Linked DNA regions of Mus musculus: region 1 is linked to region 2. The links are chromatin contacts, called in public Hi-C maps. All regions are on one chromosome and are shown on one strand. Each heading gives the region's core, a stretch centred on a gene start, on an enhancer-like site or on the middle of the called end of the contact. The rest is flanking DNA. Distances are from core to core; before and after follow the strand shown. Region 1 has its middle 28 kb from the start of Gm30235. Region 2 overlaps Gm30173 (predicted gene, 30173).

Region 1 (4,742 bases), core at 1,767-4,266, 93 kb after region 2:
TCTTATAGGAAGAGAGGTTTGTTTTAGGATTTATTTGGGTTGTAAGTTACATGAAGGGAAAGCCCAGTCTTGACCTGCTCATTAGGGTATTCTTGGAGCTAACACAGGTAGCAGTCAGGAGGATCTATCTATCTATCTATCTATCTATCTATCTATCTATTTACCTACCCACCCACCCATCATCTATCTATCTATCTATCTATCTATCTATCTATCTATCCATCCACCCACCTATCCATCACCTGTCTGTCAGTCTGTCTGTCTGTCTCTGTCTGTCTGTCCGTCTGTCCGTCCACCCACCCACCTATCCATCCATCCATCATCTATCTATCTATCTATCTATCTATCTATCTATCCATCCATCCATTCATCCACCCACCCACCTATCCATCTATCCATCATCTATCTATCTATCTATCTATCTATCTATCTATCTATCTATCTATGGAGGTGCTAAATATACACATTTAACACCTTTGGTCTCAGTCTCCACCTCCTTTCTTCTATGCCTGAGTAGCTGGTGGTGAATATGATTGTGCTTACTGTGCATACTAAACACAAATGGACATGGTGAGTGGGTGGATAGATAGATTGACGCTTGAATAAACAAGTTCCTGGATGAGTGAATGAGTAGAGATGGCTGGACAGACAGACAGAGAGTTGGGTGGGTAGTTGGGTAGATGAATGGGGGCATATGGGCTGGTGAACGAATGATGGGTGAATGAATTGGATAATTACTGATGAGCCGCTTTTCTAGGGATGTTTTCAGCTGTCATAATATTCCCACAGCTGACTTTATCTGTGAGTATGTGTGTCATCCTGTAAAGCTAAACACACAGCTGCAGGTGTGTCTTCTTATTTTCTGATGCAACGAGGAAACGCTTATGAGGAGAGGGGGCTAGGTGAGGGATATAGCCTTCCAGGTGTATAATGAGATTCCTTGAAACCACCCCGTTTACGTGATCATGTTTAATCCTCTCAGCAATTTTATGAAACAAGTGTTCTTATTACCACCAAATTGCAAGCACTTAATGAAGTGGAATAGCTTGCTCGGGAAATTGTAGAGCGAGGGCTCGAACCTGGCTAGGTTGTACTCACTTAGAAGCCTGGGCCCTTTCCTAATATACAGAGCGGAGAAATCTTAGTGTCTAGTTGACCAAGAGGCCTCAGAAATATGAGTGGTTTTGTTTGAACCCAGTGAAGCCGCTAATTTCTTGCCTTGGCAAGTCACTTAATTTGCCTTCTCGGTTTACTCTGTATTTTAATGGAGGTAATAGAGTCTTCTTAGCAGGAGTGCTGTGAAAAATCAATGCCTATAATAGAAAGCTTTGAGATAAAGAGCTGGAGGGATGGGTGGAGCACAGCACTGAGCAGACACGAGGAACTCCATCTTGTTCTGTCTGAGTGAACTCGTTCGTAAAGCGCCGTGTCTGTACAAGACTCACTCGTCATCATGAGAGACCCATCACTGGCCAAAGCCCTGAGGATAAGTGACTGGAGTGCTCAGCCCTCAATAGGACATCTGTACTCTTTCTTCCATAGCCCAGGGATTATCACAGATGAGGTGGCAGAAAGAAAGAGCTGAAGGCTGGGACCAGTGCTGTGAAGTGCTGTCCTCTGGGCGTGGCTCAGTTGCTGTGGTCTGGACCTCAATTACCTGTGGCTATCTGCATAAGATGTGCACAACATCGAGCCCATCAGCAATGGGGGTGGGGTTCACGAGGCCTCCCTTCCCCCCATGAGGAACTATTGGTAGCTAATGGAGTAATTTTCTTCAGCATTGTACCCTACGTTAAGTTGCCCATATTCCATTAAATAACCCTCCATCACCCAAGGCCATAGGATGAACCCTGAGCTCAGTGGGTTTCTGTCTCTCACATACAAAAGACACGAGAGGCTGGAGGGATGATTCAGTGGTTAGTAGCACATACTTCTCTAGGAGAAGACCCAAGATCAGTTCCCAGACCTATGTGTGGTGGTTCAAAACCACCCCAAACTCCAGCTCTAGGGTTCTGACACCTCTGACCCCTGAGGGTATCCTCAGTCTGTCTTATACAAGCACTTAAAAAAATTTTAAAAACAAATCTTTAATGACACACAAAAAAAAAAAATAGGAGGAAAATTTGTGAAGAAGAGTTCAGCAGGAATAGGAGGGGGGCTAAGAAAGGATAATGGGATGGTAGTGAATGTGACCAAAATATGTTATACACATGTGTGAAGTTGCTAAAGAATAAATACACGTTATTTTACAAATTAAATCAACTTCCAGCGATGAGTTCTCGAGAGGAAGTGGAACTTGGTAAACAATTTCTAGATTGAATTTTCACATGCTTGTTTTAAACCGTGTTCTTAGCACTATATTATTGTAAGAGAAACCTACTGTTGTGAATAGCTAACGGTGGTATTTAAATTCTGCTGGGGAGCCAGAAAGGAAAGCACCTCATAGCTCTCACCTCGACTTTCAGTTGACACACTTGGCATGGTGCGATTGTCTGTAGTAAACTGCATGAAGCCACAGGACACGTGGAAAGAACTTCTCTCCCTGTTTATGGGTCTTTTCTTTCCAGATGGGGTACTTTGGGGTAATTTTTTTTAAAAATTAATTTCACCTGATACATACACATTTATGTTGTTTTCCTCTTCTGCCTCTGCCATGTGCTACCATAGATTCATATATTACCTTTCATCCATCCTTTGGTTTGCCACCTATTTCCAGAGCATCAGCTCTGTGTCAGTTCAGGCAGAATGGTTGTCGACCTTCCCTCCTAGAGAGACTCAAAGTGAAGAAGAAACTACATGGCTATGCGACTCGATCATGAAAACGAGGTAAGAAAAAGGAGGGAAAGTGGTAGGATTGGGAGACAAGCCAGGAAATTGTCTAGGAAATTGGCCTCGGGAATGGATTTTAGGTGAAAACTGAGCGAACACCAGGCTGGAATATCACTGCTGGGATCTGTGGTGTGTGGGACACCGAAATGAGTGGGGCAAAGGGCAAAGCCTGACCCCGGGTGCTCTTGTTCTGATGCCCAGGGACATGGACAAGCACACTTGCCAGTCTGACCCCGGGTGCTCCTGTTCTAGTGTCCAGGGACATGAACAAATACACTTGGCAGTTACAGTAGCGTCAGGTGCTGCAGTCAGAGATGTACCAAGGAGAGTACCCCTGTGGAACTCATCCCTGGACCGGTGCTAGGGAAGCCGGACTGCCTAGAGGGTGGGGTTACAGACAGAGCGCATCGGTAGGGAGGACGTGGCGAAGGTGATGGTCTCCCAGGAAGGCCAAGGATGCCAAAGAAGAGTCCAACTGACAAGCAGAGGTAGCATTTCAAATCTGGAAGATGGCGTGTGTCTGGTAGAAAGGGCCTTGGCTGGCACACTAAGGAATCTGAATGTGAACCTCTGAGGAACTATGGGAAGATTTTAACCAGGAAGGAAAATGATGGCCGTTACACCAGAGAGACTCCGTACAGCAGGAGAAGGCTCAGAGTGGGCTAGCCCGGAGGCCCAGAACCATATTAGGAACTGACAAAGAAGCATTGGGGATACCGGGTAGCAGAGACAGGCGAACTTGAGAACGACCTTAAAGATGGGTGATTGGTACCCCGAGTGGGAGGTCACAGACAGCGGTCATGAAAAGATTCTTTGCTCGCTGCAATATTCCTCCAATAATGAGTTCCATCAGCATCTTGCCCCGCTCCCCCCCCCCCCCCCGTGTCCTGCGGAAGCACCCAGCATCAAAGACTCCTGATGAATTGATTCAGGTTTTCCAGATATCTGGATTGGGAGCATTTCTTGTTTTATGTAACATCCGAGTGACCTTCCTCAAAGTGAAAGCTGACTTCTGGATGAACTTCAGACCTCTTGTCGCTTGCCACAAGTCCTTTCTTGACCTAGCGTTTGCCAGAGAACACTCTAAAGGGTATTGGGGTGGCTGTGTGTGATTTGTCTTTTCAAATCTGTTGTTCATTTTATTCACTTTTTTTTTTTTTAATGTTCAGGAGTTGTGGGTTTTGCCTACATACTTTCAGACAGAAGTTTCCAGTCACATACTTGTTAAGCATACTCTTCCTTAGTTGATAGCTTAGATCACAGGAGTCTGTAAGGGCACAGGAGCCTGTGAGGGCACAGGAGAAAGATGGTGAAGTTTCAAGCAGGTTCCATTCGAAATGCCAGAGTATACCTCTTTGAGATTGTATTTGTTAATCTCCTTCCCACCCCTGGTCTTTCTATCTCTGTGTCTCTGTCTCTGTGTCCGTCTCTTTCTCTCTCCTCCATGTCTGGTGTATGTTTGCGTGCACATGTGTACATGTATGTTCTCTCCTGTGCAAGCACCTGTGAAGGCCAGAAGGTTGACACCAGTCTTCTTCAGTTGTTTCTCCACCTGATGCTTTGAGGCAGCGTCCCCGACTGAGCTTGGAGATTACAGTTGTGGCTGACCAGCGAGCCCTAGGATCTGCCTGATTCTACCCCTCAGCTCTGAGGTTACAGATGTGTGCCACTACACACAGCTTATACTGGGGCACTGGGAATCTGAGTTCTCAACCCTACACCTTTGCAGCAAGTGTTTTACCCACTGAGCCCTCTCCCCAGTCTAAGTTTCTACATTCTTGCTAAGAGTACAATACCCTGGTTCTATGCAAGACTTAGGCATCTGGGCCACAACTGTATTCCATTGTTTACCTCTTAGGCTGTGGCCAGATACTGAAATCTGGAAATATTCTATCCAGTCCTGTGAAGGACTG
Region 2 (4,630 bases), core at 1,250-3,749:
ATTGTCAGCCCAGAAGGTTAGTTTGGAAATTGGGTCTATCTTTGCTGAAATGTAAACCGAGGAAAAGACTCCTAATCTGTGGGAGAAATCCTGTTGGGATATTACTTATGTGGTCGATCCTTATGGTGATCCTTGGAAAACTTGATGTGGGAGAGAACACAGATAGGGCAAGAGCAGATATGCACTGCCTAAGAAGGGACAGGTGACAAAAGGCAGGGCAGTCACGTAAGTTCCTTTCAAGTTGATTTCCACAGCACCGAAGTTAAACACCCAGTTAAAGGTTGGACTTCTTGTGGGAGGTCAAAGGGAGCCAAAGATGGGTGACTGCCAACTGTCACAAAGCTGGGAAGATAAACAACTGGCCAGATGTTCTGGAGAAGACCTGTGTGACAACCTGAACTCATGCCAGTCATCGAGAAGGATGAATAAACAACAGCCAACGGGGGTTGGGGGTGGGGTGTCTGGGGGGGGGGGCGGTCGAAGTCCTGGGTCGTCCCAGCTGTCTTGCCGATGCGTGGTACACCAAGCCACTCTAATGATGAAACCTAAAACGATTCTCGTTTCCGGAGTGTCAATAAGAATTTGGTAGCAAAACAAAAGCTTAGCAAGGAGGTGAAAGAGAGCCCTCTCAGGAGCTAGTTGCAGCCTGAAGCTGGATGTTCCAAGCTATGATTGATAGAGACTGGCTCCAGGGTGCAGCCACCCTGGAACATCCTGTTCCTGTCACTGCGAGAGCTGGAGGCATTAGCAGCCTGGTGATATTGACTTGGTTTTTCTCTCCTGGAAGGCTGGCCTCTTTAGCTTCTTTCAGCATCCTGGGACTGCGCTACACAGGCTTCTTGGCACCACCCACAGACCTCTGAGCCCTCAACAGCCTCCCATTTTACTACTATGCCAAGAGAGTTAACTATATTTTTTTGTTTTTTTTTTGTTTTTTGTTTTTTTTTTTTTTTTTTCTTTTTTCAGCCAATAGCAAGTAGCTCTGGACCATGTGGTTGTCTGTCTATCTGTCCCTCAGGGAAGTGCTGGGCAAGCAATTAGCCACTGTTCTGGCACCCACTGTGTGACCAAGATGGTCTTGGGTCAATGTCTCTCATCTGTGCATGCTTCTAGGATAGTCGTCAACTGTGGAAGAAGGGTCTCTGGGACGTGAGCAACCCTATAGAGGATTGCTGAGATGGGTTAGGGTGAGGGGTGAGGAGGGGAGGAGCCGGAAGTGGCCTAAGTAGCAGGATGAGAAAGGAGTCAAAGGCTCTTGACCCCAGCAATCTCAGGGATCACTGGTGACAAAGGAAGCCATTGTCCCTTAGAGGTGTTGTAGGAGAGTGAAGCCAGAAGATAGAGCAGCCATGTGCCAGGGTTAGGACATGGTGTCAATAGGAAGTTGACTATTAATAGAGACCTGGGGCATTGGCAGGAGAATTGGCTGAAGGAGGGAGCCCCTCTGCTTTGGGGAATTGAGGGAAAAAAAGCAACAGAGAACAGGCGCTCCAAGAGGCGCCCCCAATGTTATAAGGCCATGGAAACTTGACGAAATAACACTGAGTCCTTGCTTAACATGTCTTGCAGGATGATTGATTAGAAAATACAACTGACAAGAAAGTACAGTTTAGGGAATAGTTCCTTGATTGAATAGGTGATAGAGCCCCCCAGCCTCTCTCCTCTCTTTTTGTCTGTCTGTCTGTCGGTCTGTCTGTGCCTCTCTCTTTCTCCTTTATTTTTCAGCTGAAAAAAAAATGCTTGACATTTGACATCATTCCTTTGGCTCAGCGTCCTGTTCCATTTTCCATAACTAGATGTCATCTCAAACCTAGAGCCAGCGCCTGGGTAGGAGCTTCTGCTGTCCCTTGTCTTCTGATACTCCCAGCAGCTGCCTTCCTTGTTTGTGTCCCATGACTCCCAGATACTCTAGAAATTACCACTGGGGTCTTTGGCCATGAACTGGGCTCACTTATTAAAAGTTGGAAAGTTGGAGCGTTGGCGAAGCACAGGATGAGAGCCCTATAAAAAAAGCTCCTCTCGTGTTTCCCATTTTCTTCGACTGTAGGTTGAGGACATAAACAAGCACATCTTCAGTACCAGTTCTGGACAATGTGGCATTTTTATGAATAACCATACTATGGTTATAGCAGAATGTGCTGAGAACACTAAGAGGCATCAAGTGCTTTGTGAGTTGAGAGGAGGAGAGCTTTCCTGTGCGTGTTGAATTGTAGGAAAGTACAAATTGTACCAAGGGAAGATAAATAATCCATTCCCTTCATAGTAATATAATACATAAAATATTATTGACATGCCCGACAATGCTGATACCTCTTGGGTGTTTTGAGAAAGTCTGATGTATAAATAACCATGGGTTGGTAGAACTGCAGAGTTTAGCGTGTTAGTGCTGCAAATAAGCTTGGATCACATCCAACTCAGCCTCCACTGTTTGCAAATTTATAAACAGATGTCCAAATAGGTTAAGTCAGTTGCTCAAGATCACGGCAGGAGCCAAGGCAGGGGCAAAGGTTAAGTCCCCTTACACACTCTCCCCAAAGACCTTCTCACATGGGTGGGGTGACATCAGCTATGTCTTGTCTACTAAACAACATATTCTGAGTTCTGTACGTCTTTCGACTGGGAGTCCCAGCTCCTATCGGAGTGCCCTCAGAGCACCTCTGGAACACTTCCACCTCTTCTTACTGTGCAAACTGTGTGACACTTTCCAGAGAACTTAGATGACCCAGGGGAAGAAAAGCAGGATGATGAGCAGGGACACGGATCGCTTTTGTCTTCATGTTAAGAACAATGCTAAAGATGTTTTTGTCATAGAAGTTGAGGATAGAGTGTGGTTGACCAGAGGTTGTGGGGAAGAAGAGAGACGGGAAATGGGAGAAGTGGGTCGATCATGGGTACAGCGTTTCAAGTAGATAGGAGGGATGTTTGGTTCTTCTACACAGCAGAGTGACTGTAGGTAACTCAATGCGGCATATGTTTCAAAACAGAAGAGAGGGTTTTCAGCAATGTTCTTAGAACAATAAAATGAAAAATATTTGAAATTATACATATGCTGATCATTCCATTATCCCTACACATTGTACAGAGGCATCAAAACATCTCAGTACCATCCAAATGTGCACTTTACTATGTGTCAATCAAAAACAAAGCTAAAAAAAAATCATCAGAAAGAAAACATTGGTAGTTTTGGAAGTAAAGATCTGACAGCTTTGACCTGTCTCCTCCAGACTGTCTGGGCTCTATGGGCCCAGCCCACATTCTCTCCTCTTGGAGATCTCTCATACTTAGCAGCCCCGTGTCCAGACTCAAGACTAGACACCAGCCAACACGTCTGCCTTCTCCTCAGTGAGGTTTGGTGGTTCCCGTGTCTGTCATCCAGTCTCTCTTTCCATCTCTTCTTTCTCTGCCTTTCCTCAGACTGCCCAATTTCTCTCTCCCTTAGGTAGACAGTATTTCCTTCTATTTTAGCTTCATTTCTCCTTCTGGATCTCTTATAGCCCATATGTATGGTGGCCATGTACCACATACCGACTTCCTTTTAAAAATTTTGAGTTTCAATTTAATTTATGTATCTATGCATGTGTTCACGTGTGCACGTGTTTGCATGGACATGGAAGAGCCAGAAAACAACTTGGATGTCATTTCTTAGGAGCACCATCTGCCATATTATTGTTGGCTGGACACTCACTCATGAGGCTAGGCTGGCTGGTTAGCAAGTCCTGGGGACCTATCTGCCATCACTACCTCTTCCGCACTGGAATCACAGGTTTGTGGCACCATTCCTGACGTTTTTGTGTTGGGGGATTCTGGGGGTCTGATCTCATGTCTGTATGCTTGCAAAGCAACCACTTTATCAGCTGAGATATTTTCCAAGTTAGTCTTGTTGACTTCCTTTCAAAGTCTGCCACCGGGCTTCTGGCTCAGCCTGGCCACCTGCCCCAGTTCATTCGCTGTTCTTCCTGCTGCCTTTGAATGGCTCGGTAGGCACTGCTGCAGAGCCTGATCCCTTAGTTAGACAGTGGCTTATTGATTTGGTCAAGTGTATCCTATGGATCAATTGTACTAGACTAGGGTTATCAGTGCAGAGCATGGCCACTTGCAATTTTCCTTAAAATATGATTTATCAAAGGTATAATTAAGCTCAGATTCTCTGGTGCCACACTCATTGATTCCAGAGAATACCTTCTCCTTCCATGATACCAGCAATGGCTATATTGTCCCCTCACCCCCAGGCCATTTGATTATGAAGCTTAGGTGGCACTTCTGCCTCTCTGCCTTGCACTACTGCCCCCTCTCTGGCCTGGAATCTGTCATGAATGTTTCTGTCAGACTCAGTCCATTGTCTTGTGCAGAGACTGCCTGGCATAGAAAAAGAGATTGGACATAGCTTCAGTTTAACTATTCTGGTGAACTTTTAGGGCTCCTTTGAATGGTGGAGGACTTAAGATCTAAAGCCTGGATATGCACAGAAAGGATTTCTCCTTAAAATGATAGTCTCCACCATTGTCACTATTCCCAGAACTTTTATGTTGGGTATTTCACATATTTTATCTCATATAAGACTAACAACCCTTTAGGGCAAATATCATTCCCCTTTAAGAGATGAAAAGAGAAACCTCAGAGAGATTATATA

Evidence for each region. Hi-C and Micro-C count contacts between places; a contact is called where the count stands out from the background.
Region 1: a Hi-C map of liver shows a contact between it and region 2, with 4 times the contacts expected there. The contact joins two enhancer-like sites. A contact is called at or near these places in 2 of 39 promoter capture datasets (both in liver), 7 of 484 Hi-C or Micro-C datasets (cortical glia, cortical neurons and liver) and 2 of 115 datasets of contacts at active chromatin or transcription factors (CD8 T cells and liver).

The regions. Positions count from the first base shown.
Region 1 is chr3:52,619,700-52,624,441 of GRCm38.p6, forward strand. No RefSeq gene overlaps it. Among named protein-coding and RNA genes, the nearest start is that of Gm30235, 28 kb to the right of the region's middle. Within about 2 kb of position 3,017, at least 5 of the 459 cell types and tissues checked have an H3K27ac peak or open chromatin away from gene starts, as enhancers often do. A contact at or near this core is called in liver, where this site is marked.
Region 2 is chr3:52,526,847-52,531,476 of GRCm38.p6, forward strand. The region is part of intron 1 of Gm30173 (predicted gene, 30173); the gene reads left to right. Among named protein-coding and RNA genes, the nearest start is that of Gm30173, 12 kb to the left of the region's middle. Within about 2 kb of position 2,500, at least 13 of the 459 cell types and tissues checked have an H3K27ac peak or open chromatin away from gene starts, as enhancers often do. A contact at or near this core is called in liver, where this site is marked.